2 separate regions of the Cricetulus griseus genome follow, and region 1 is linked to region 2. Evidence: chromatin contacts called from public Hi-C data. All regions are on one chromosome and are shown on one strand. The core of a region is the stretch at or near the end of the contact, and the rest is flanking DNA. Distances in the headings are between cores, read along the strand shown.

Region 1 (4,923 bases), core at 1,870-4,369, 59 kb after region 2:
TAATGGCCCCACTGCACCATCATCTCAGCTCAGGGGAGTGGCCCGCTGCCCCGGGTGCCTCACACCAGATATGCTCATCCCTGTTAGTCACAGTTGGTATGGTAGAAGACGGAAGGCTTCCTAGTACCCCATCCCTGTCCCACCCTTTCGTGCAACCCACGGTCAGCTCTGGCCCAGGGACCTTTGCTCTATGGGAATAGACAATGTCTGGGAGCCCAGTCATGCTGTGACTTCAGGTTTTGCTCCATCTCTGAGTTTAATCTTCCCCTCTGACTTCCCTTGCTATTTTCCCCAACTCATCCCTTTTTCTGTAACGTCACAGACATTTTGGACTCCCAGAGCATATGACAGACCATAGGTCAGATGCATGAGCCACAGCCCCGAGGGCCTCCCTTGCTGAGGGCTGTAGACTAGACTGACACAGGCCCCTGAGGGCTTCCCTGGGGCTTCTGGAGACAAAGCTAGCCTGAGTCTTGGAAGAATCAGCCTAGGTCTTTTATCTAGAGCTCTTGACTGTGTGAAGTCAGGCATGTCACTTCACCTCTTTGGACCTTTGTTACCTCATTTAACAAACGGCAAAAAGCATGTAGCAAGGCTTCAACAGGACACATGACCATAAATGGAGTATTCAAGCACCCAAAAGCTCACCTTTGTCACCACTGTGAGATTGAATCATCCCTTCAGATGAGAGACCAAGTAAGTACCCAGGGCTATAGGACTCAGCACTCTGACCCAGGCACACACACAGAGGCCTTGGGGGACAGGGAACCCTTTGGAACACCCCCAGCAAACAGTGTTCAGCATTTGTGACCTGCTTCCCATCCCTGGGGAGCCTCATTTTGTGAGGAGGCACCAGATCCTTGTGATTGGTGATGTTTACTGATTCTGTGTGTGTATGTGACCAACACCAGGCAGACAATGTCTAATCCCCCAGCTGGGGACCCATCCACCTCGTAGACGGAGGGACCAGAGCTCAGAGTTTGGGGCTGGAGAGATGGCTCAATGTTTAAGAGCACTGACTGCTCTTTCAGAGGACTGAGGTCCTCTGAATTCCCAGCACCTACATGGCAGCTCACAACTGTCTGTAACTCCAGTTCCAGAGACCTGACATCCATGGCAAAACACCAATGCACATACAATAAAAATATCTATTTTTATTAAAAAGAAAGAAAGCTCAGAGCTCAGAGTGGCCGAGGGACCCTGGTAATAGGACTGGAAACCAAGTCTCTAGGTCTGCTCTGCCTTGGCCCCTGCCTACCACCTTCCCTGAAGCCAGTCCTGGTTTAACCATCCCAGCCCTGTATGGCTCAAGGCTCTGAGTCACTCAAGTGGCTATAGTTCTGTGGAAAAAGACAGAGGAAGGATGCAGGGCTGGCTTCTGGGTGAGGGGCAAGTCTTCAGTTTCATGCCGAGTCCCTTGCAGGCACCGGGAATAACTGATGGGATGTCCTCCCACAATCTGCTCAGTGAGTCACTGCCTGCTAACTAACCCTTGCCCTAGTCCTGTCAATGTCTGACCCCACACAGACCTCTCAAACCCTGCATGGCAACATGATGCATGCCTCCACCTTACAGGTGGGAACTTGAGATACAATGATTAAGCCACACCACTGTGGAAGTAACACAGACAGGACTTCAGGAGCAGGGGCTGCTGCCAAAATAATAGGGGCACTATGGTGACAAGGGTGACAGGCCTCCACATCAGCCATAGAGGGGCTGGTTGGGAGCCCTACAGCAGGAGTAGTAAGGGGCTGGACAACTTCACAGCATTCCTGTCCTCTGAGGTACTTAGGGTGGGGACAAAGGTGGGAAGAATGTACCCTCCTGGAATGAGAAAGGTCAGCAGAGGCATCTCTGCCTTTCTGACACCCTGGGGACACCAGGCCCTTAGGCTAACCTGGGCTTAAGAGTCCTTAGGTATTGGCCATTTTGGCTAAGCCCCATTCCACTTGTGTGGAATGAATTCTTGCCCTTGTTCTTCACAAGACAGAATGGAAGCCCCCAGAGGTGAGATGCCTTCTTGAATTCCTAGCGGTCAGGGCCAGAATGGGCACTCAGGGTTAGCCTCTTAGCTGTCAGTCACTCACCAACTCTTCCCTCTGATCCTTCACCAGCCACAGGGAGCAATTCTATAACAACAACCATAAAGCAGAGTGACCCAGAGCCCCCAAAAACTGTGTGGGTTAGTTCTGGCTGCCAGAGTGACATTCAAACAGAGCTCCAGGGTGTCCTCTCAGACCAAAGTGGCCAGTCATGTAAAGTGTTCCAGAAAAAGGGCTGGAGGGAACCCACAGGACTCTTCAGGAAGCCCCTCCCCACTCAGACTTTGGAGTGGTAAAGGATTGTAACAGGCTGTCACCAGATGAGCTAGGATGGGAGTTGGCCCATGGTAAGGGGCAGAGGTACCGTCCCTGGAAAGGGGTTCTTCCTGCTTTAGTTCACAGTGGGCTAGCTACAAACATGGGGAGCACAGGGAAGGAGGAAAGAAGGGGATAGGTGAGTGGGTGAGGGAGCAATGGGTGGGTGGGGGATTAACGGAATGAGTGACTGGGTGGGACAGGAAGGGTATGGGTGTCTGTGGGTGTCCACGAGCCAGTCAGTACCTGTGCCCCTGTCTGCCAAGAGTCTATAAGCTCCCACCTCCAGATACCGATTCACTTGAGGGCTGTATGTGGCTTAGTTGGAACCCAGCCTCATGTCTAGGTGTGTCTGCATCCTGGGTGATCTAATCACTGTGTCTCCAAAATTGTGAGTGGATTTTGTGGGATTCTGCATGGATCTCTATGTCTGTCTGTCTGTCTGGTTGTGTGTGCCTGCCCCATGTGCATGTGTGTGTGGTGTGTGTAAGTGTATGTGTTGTGTATGCACGTTTGCAAATGCATGTGGTGTGTAAGTATGTGTGTATCTGTGTGTGTGGTATGTGTGGTGTGTGGTATGAGCATATATGTGTGTGAAGGGGTGCGTGTTTTGGGCCACTGATCTAGCCTGTGAATCATTTCTGTGTATTGCGTGTTCAGTGGCCCTGGTCTGGTTTGGGTGTATATCGCCGTTCAGGGTTCTGTTCCAAGATCGCTCTGTGTCCGGCAGGGGGTGCCCTTGGCCGTCTTGGTCTCCGAAGTGACTGCCCCGAGTGTCCGCCCCGCCCCGCTGGGGCCCGCCCGGCCATGGGCTATAAGTTCGCGCCGGGCAGCTGGCCCGCAGCACCGCGCTGGTGGTCCGCGCCCCGAGTGTCCCACCGCGTCTGAGCTGTCGCCGCTAATCTGGTCATGGCCGAGGGTGAGTGCCTGGGCAGCAGGGTGGTGAGGTCGGGAGCAGACTGGACTGTCTCCAAGTCCCCAGAGGAGAACAACATGTGGGCCAATGGGAGGGCCCTCGCTTGCTCTAAGTTGTCAACGACCTTCCTACCTTCCTTCCCGCAATCCTGGGGCACAGCTGTTAGCCCTGCCCCTGAATGAGGTGAAAATGCTACCAGAAGGTGTCCCTGGAAGGGTAAGGTACTGTCACCTTTCCTTGACTACCTAGTTAGAACTGTGTCCCTACCATGTGTCAGGTACAGAGATGCTGGCAGGCATGGGGTCCTTGGTTCTCCTTGGTGCCTGGTGAGGGGTGCAGCCTTCCTGGCTGATTCTGTGGTCTCAAGTTGAAGGAACATTCCAGCATTTAGTGGGGCACCTCGGAAGCCAGGCACTGTTCTCTCAAGTCCCTTTGAGCCTTCATGTTCTCTAAGCCCAGACCTTGGCCACCTGTTGAAGCTCAGTGTTTCCTGTTGTAAGTTGGGGGCAGTAGTGCCAGCCTTGGTGCTCCCACGAGGGCGAGAAGCGTGGAAAGGACTAGCCCTACTATGCGGCCTTGGACACTCCTTTCTCTGAAACCCCAACAGGCTATGATATGTCACAGAGGCCCCTTCTGTTGCAAGCAGGACCTTGTGATTGAAAGCACTGGAGATATTTAGCCTTGTCAGACTCCTGTGACCATGGGAAACTGTGGGCTTGAAAAGGTCAGGGCTGTGCCTTATAGAGGTAAAAGAGTGTCACCAGAGTCTAGGGAAGGTCCCAGGGGTACAGAGCCCCCATATGCAGGGAGTGGGATTGTATCACTGAAGACCACAGCTCTCTGAGAGATGCCACAGTGGCTCATGCCTGTCCCCTGTTTCTTTCTCTGTAGAGCTGCTCCTGGAGAGGTGTGACTTGGAGATACAAGCCAATGGCCGTGACCACCACACGGCCGACCTATGCCATGAAAAGCTGGTGCTTCGTCGTGGCCAGCGATTCCGGCTGACGCTCTACTTTGTGGGCCGAGGCTATGAGGCCAGTGTGGACAGCCTTACATTTGGTGCTGTGACAGGTGGGTACCTTTGATCTCCTTTGTGTCCTGCTTTTGATAGGCCACAGGACAGATGAATTCCCACCTCTTTTCACAGTCTCTCCCATCCTGTGAGAATCTCAGTTGTCATTAGCCCCATTTTACAGATCAGAAAACGAGGCCCAGAATGGAGAGTGGAGTGGCCACCACAGGTCACCCAAGCCTTTATACTGGGTTGCCACTTTCCACAGCTTTCTGCCTTAAAGGTTCATCACAATTTTGTAGGTAACTTTTCTTTCCTGCTAGCCAGTTCCCTAATATCCACACAGAGACTTTTTTTTTTCTCGAGACAGGGTTTCTCTGTGGCTTTGGAAGCTGTCCAGGAACTAGCTCTTGTAGACCAGACTGGTCTTGAACTCACAGAGATGCGTCTGCCTCTGCCTCTGCCCCAGAGTGCTGGGATTAAAAGCGTGTGCCACCACCACCCGGCTTCACACAGAGACTTATTACTAATTATAAATGCTTGACTGATAGCTTAGGCTTGTCTCCAGCCAGCTCTTACAACTTAAACGAACCCATTTCTATTCATCTGTGTGCCACCCGAGGCTCGTCTACCTCATC
Region 2 (4,522 bases), core at 1,621-4,120:
GTTCCTGGCAAGAGCCTGGTGCTGCCCACACCACAATTATTTAGCAAGAAGAAGTTGAGGCTGAGCACAGGGAAATAGCAGTAAGGCCCATAGGAACCCAAGGCTGGGACAGCTGGGCTGCTAACCCTACAGATCTGTCTTTCCCATGCTCAGCCTGGGGGAAGGACCTTAGGACCCACAGGTGGGTGACAGACCTGTCTGGATGACACCAGCTTCTTTGACTGTTGTGAAGTAGAGCCTCTGCAATCTGAAATCAGATGTCCTGCCTGTTCTAAACTCTCAAGTAGTCTGGCACAAGTGAGGAAATTACAACCAGAGAAACTTTGCTACATATACAGAATTATTGAAATGATTTACAAAATTACTTTCAGCCTGTGTGTAAAGATGTATCTGAAATGCTCCATTGCCCATATATATATATATATATATATATATATTTGCCCATATATATGTATATATATGTATATATATACATATATATACATATATATATATTCCAAAATCTGATATGCTTCCGAGCCCAAAGAAGAGATACTGAGCATGTCATTGCATTGGTCAGTAATTAGAAATATTTACTCTAGTAAGACACAGGCATGCATATTCAAGAGCCAAATGCAAAGTTTATGTATACACTTAAGAACAATTTATGCACTGAACCAACATGTGATATGTGTGTGCATTGTTCTAAAGAACAATTAATTTAATTGTCATTTAATTCTCATTTTTGTTACTGTAGAGGAACCCCAGACTTAAGAAGGTTAACTGAGTATCCTAGGGTCACACATCTGGAATGTGGTGGGGCCAGGAAGTAGGTAGAAGCTGGCAGAACACATCACCCTGAGGTGCACCCCTAGACGCTGGGGGCAGGTTCATGCAGGTGGAGCCGATACACCGAAATAACGGAGGGCCCTGGTGTCTAGTGTGAGCCACCTCCCGCCCCTGCTGTTAACCCACTATGCTCCTGCCTCACCTGCTTTGCTTACCGCCTCCTGTCTACCTGAGGTCCCTCCAGACCTTGAGCTGGTGCTCCACCAGGGGGCGCTGTGGGCCTACGCTCACCACAGTCCTTCCCTATTTAATGCCTGTCAGGTCGCAGCAACCCTCGGGACTCGCCCCATCTTCAGGAGTCTTGGGCTTTCTTCTGATGTAGGACCCGTGACGGGTGTCCCTTGGAAAGGCAGCCTTTCCTTCCATCATGTTTGTCTGAAAACAGGCTCCCCAGGGCAGTTGTGGGGAGACTCCAGTTTCTTCCTTCACCGAGCATGTCCATGAGAGAAATTCCATCACAAACCTGCTTTAGATCCCCAGACTTTGGTCACTTTAAAAATGCCTGGCAGGACAGGTGGGCCCCAGGTTCAAGGTCATCCTTGGTCACATAGGAGTTTGAAGCCAGCTTGGGACACTGAGACTTTATCAGAGACAATAGACCGTCATGGGTTACAGTTGCCAAACTCTCCAGCCCCTATGTGCTGCAGAATGGAGGCTGGGAAGATAGGGTATTGCAAATGTATGAGTGCCAGCCAGCCACTACTGCCTGGCACTAGAAAGTTTCACTGCCGGGGTCTTATGCAGAGGCCTGGGATGGAATGTGGGTGCTGTGCTTCTGGAAGCCCCTGTACCAACCACTTAACTGCTCACAGCCACTCTGGGAAGTGGGTTCTGTTACTATTCCCACTTTACAGACAGGAAACCAGAGACCCCAAAGTGGTGGTGTTGCACAAGGACCCACACACTAGCAGGTAGCAGGACTGGGGTTCAGACTCAGATCTACACAGCTGGCTTCATACTCTGCCAAGTTCCTGCTACGTCTGAGGGTTGGTGGCTGAGGCCCAGAGTGGTCTAGGGATCTGCTTCAGGTCACACAGCAGGTCAGTGGCTGGCAGTCCAGCTGGAGCCACAGATTAGGAGGTTAGGCCCATGCCTGCTGAGAGTACTGGGAAGGTGCCTTTTCATCCTCCCCTTCCCCTGCTCCCTTCCAGGAGCCATCTGACTGAAGCCGCAGCCCTGTACAACCTTGTGGACGACCAGCTTCATGTCCTGGTCACTGCGTCCAATCACCTCCTCCGAAGGCTGGAGCTCCGTGTCCGCCTGGGCCACCTGGAAGCTGCCATCCAGCAGGTAAAGGGGAGGCTACTGGGAGACACGGTGCTTCACAGGGGTCACTTTGTTCTGGAGCTAAAACACCAGGCTGGCAGCCCTTGGTGTTGGGGCCAAGGCAGAAAACATACCATCCAATCAGTGCTTCAAGGATTTAATTACGAACATAAGGGCTGCACTTACTGAATGCACTTATTGGCTGTATGTGCCCTGGACTAGAGTATTTGTGAATATTCTTGTCTTCCAGCATGGTCTCTTACCAGTGGCATAGGCACTTTTGGGATTCCCCACCACACATGGGGAAACCGAGGCCAGGCGGATGCTGCCCACTGTGGTTGCTCTGCAGTCTGAGACTGGAGCTATTGGTACCCTTCACCTGGCTTTAGCACTTCAAGTCAGCCCATCCCTGTCTGCCCTGGGCTGGGTCATCCCTGCTGAGCACATAGTCTTGACCCTTGGGGTCACCTGACTGCTCAAGCCTCTGCGCCCTCATTTCTAGCCTGGAGCTTTTTGAAGACAAAGTATCTTTGTTGGCACACCCAGAGCAAGAATGCCTTATTTTCTTTGCCTGTTGCTGTGATAAAAATTCTCTGACAAAAGCAAACGGAGGAAGTTTATTCTTGTTTACAGTTCAAGAGTATGGTCCATCATGGTGGGGGGTCCAGGTGGCAGGATCGTGACTCATCCACAATCAGGACTATGATCCCAGCCAGGGAATGGCGACACCCACAGTGGGCAGGTCTCCCACTGCAATTAATAAAACCAAGATAAACCCCAGAGGCTAGTCTCCTAGGGGATCTTGCATTCTGTGGTGTTCAGAATTAGCAGTAACCATCACAGGCTCTGACTCAGGGTTTTTATTGCTGTAAAGAGACACCATGACTACAGCAAATCTTATAAATAAGACATTTAATTGGGTGGCTGGATTATAGTTTCAGAAGTTCAGTCCATTATCATGGTGTGGAGCGTGGTGGCGTGCAGGCAAACGTGATGCTGGAGCTCAGAGCGCTACATCTTGCAGGCAACAGGAAGTCAACTGAGACACTGGGTGGTATCCTGAGCATAGGAAACCTCAAAGCCCACCCCCACAGTGACACACTCCTTCCAACAAGGCCATACCCACTCCAACAAGACCACACCTCCTAATAGTGCCACTCCCTATGAGATTATGGGGGACAATTATGTTCGGAAGACCACAGGGTCAGCAGCACTTTTCACCATCTGTCTCTCACTGGCTGCTCACGCCTATCCACTATCCATTGCACTACAGGGCCACATCATGCCTATCCATTACTACCCATAACAACACAGTGAGTTCTTCTTTTTTTTTTTTTTAATGTTTTTCAAGACAGGGTTTCCCTGTATTGCTTTGGAGCCTGTCCCCTGGAACTCGCTTTGTAGACCAGGCTGGCCCCAAACTCATAAGAGATCTACCTGCCTCTGTCTCCCAAACGCTGGGATTAAAGGTGTGCACCACCAATGCCCTGCCCACCGTGAGTTCTTAGCAGACCCTCTACCACTGGAAGTCCTTCCTCCAGCCCCAGTTACATGCCCTGAGACAGGGAGCTCGTGCCCAGAGACCAGCCTTTTCATGACCAGGTGACAGTCAGTGGCCAGACTGACATAAGTCTTGCGTTCCTGTGACCTCATGCCACCGTGGCTTCAACCCACGACCATACACACAGAGGGTCTCTCTCCTAGGTGCAGGGCACACACAGTACCATATCCCCTCAGGGTTAAGCTGAGGGAGGCCATTGCCCTCTGATGTTTGCAGAATGCAGCCACATGCTTGCCTCCCCGCCCCCCATTCTCCTGCCCAGCATGAAGAGGGTTTCCATCCATTCAAGCCTGAGACTGAGGGGCTTTGGCCCCTCAAGAAGTTGAGGGGTTAGGGAGATGACTCCATCAGTGAAGTGTTTATACCACACAAGTACATGGACCTGAGTCTGATCTACAAAACCTACATAAAACACTGGTGTAGTGGTGTACACTTGTAATCACAGTGCTGAAGAGGTAAGAGTCAGGGGGCCCCAGATCCCAGTAAGAGACCCTGTATCAATAATAAATACATAAATACATAAATACATAAATAAGGTGGGCAGCTCCTACAGAGCAATACTCAAGTTGGCCTCTGGTCCCCACACACAAGTGCATTCACATACACCCACATGCACACATACACACATGCATACATACATACATGCATACATGCATACATACATACATATACACGTGTATGAACAAGCCCATGAGTGTAGACACACACCAGGAAGTGGACATTTGGCCTGGGATGGCTCCTTGGTCATCCATCACAACTGAACCACTATCTTCTGCCCAGGTCAATGACTGGATGGAGCGAGAAGGAAGCCAGTATCTCCAGGATCTTGCCCCTGTCGATCTATGTGCAGAGAAAGTTGAGAAAGTC

Evidence for each region. Hi-C and Micro-C count contacts between places; a contact is called where the count stands out from the background.
Region 1: a Hi-C map of the CHO-K1 cell line shows a contact between it and region 2, with 2.0 times the contacts expected there. The contact joins the promoter of Tgm2 here to the enhancer-like site in region 2. A contact is called at or near these places in 2 of 8 Hi-C or Micro-C datasets (the CHO-K1 cell line and fibroblasts).

The regions. Positions count from the first base shown.
Region 1 is chr6:21,422,573-21,427,495 of CriGri-PICRH-1.0, forward strand. It overlaps Tgm2 (protein-glutamine gamma-glutamyltransferase 2), which reads left to right and starts at 3,120. Exons shown (of 13, transcript XM_027421252.2): 1 at 3,120-3,276; 2 at 4,165-4,344. The coding sequence starts at 3,267.
Region 2 is chr6:21,363,556-21,368,077 of CriGri-PICRH-1.0, forward strand. It overlaps Kiaa1755, which reads left to right. Exons shown (of 14, transcript XM_035447026.1): 11 at 1,980-2,118; 12 at 4,436-4,522. Among named protein-coding and RNA genes, the nearest start is that of Kiaa1755, 25 kb to the left of the region's middle. Within about 2 kb of position 2,871, at least 1 of the 6 cell types and tissues checked has open chromatin away from gene starts, as enhancers often do. A contact at or near this core is called in the CHO-K1 cell line, where this site is marked.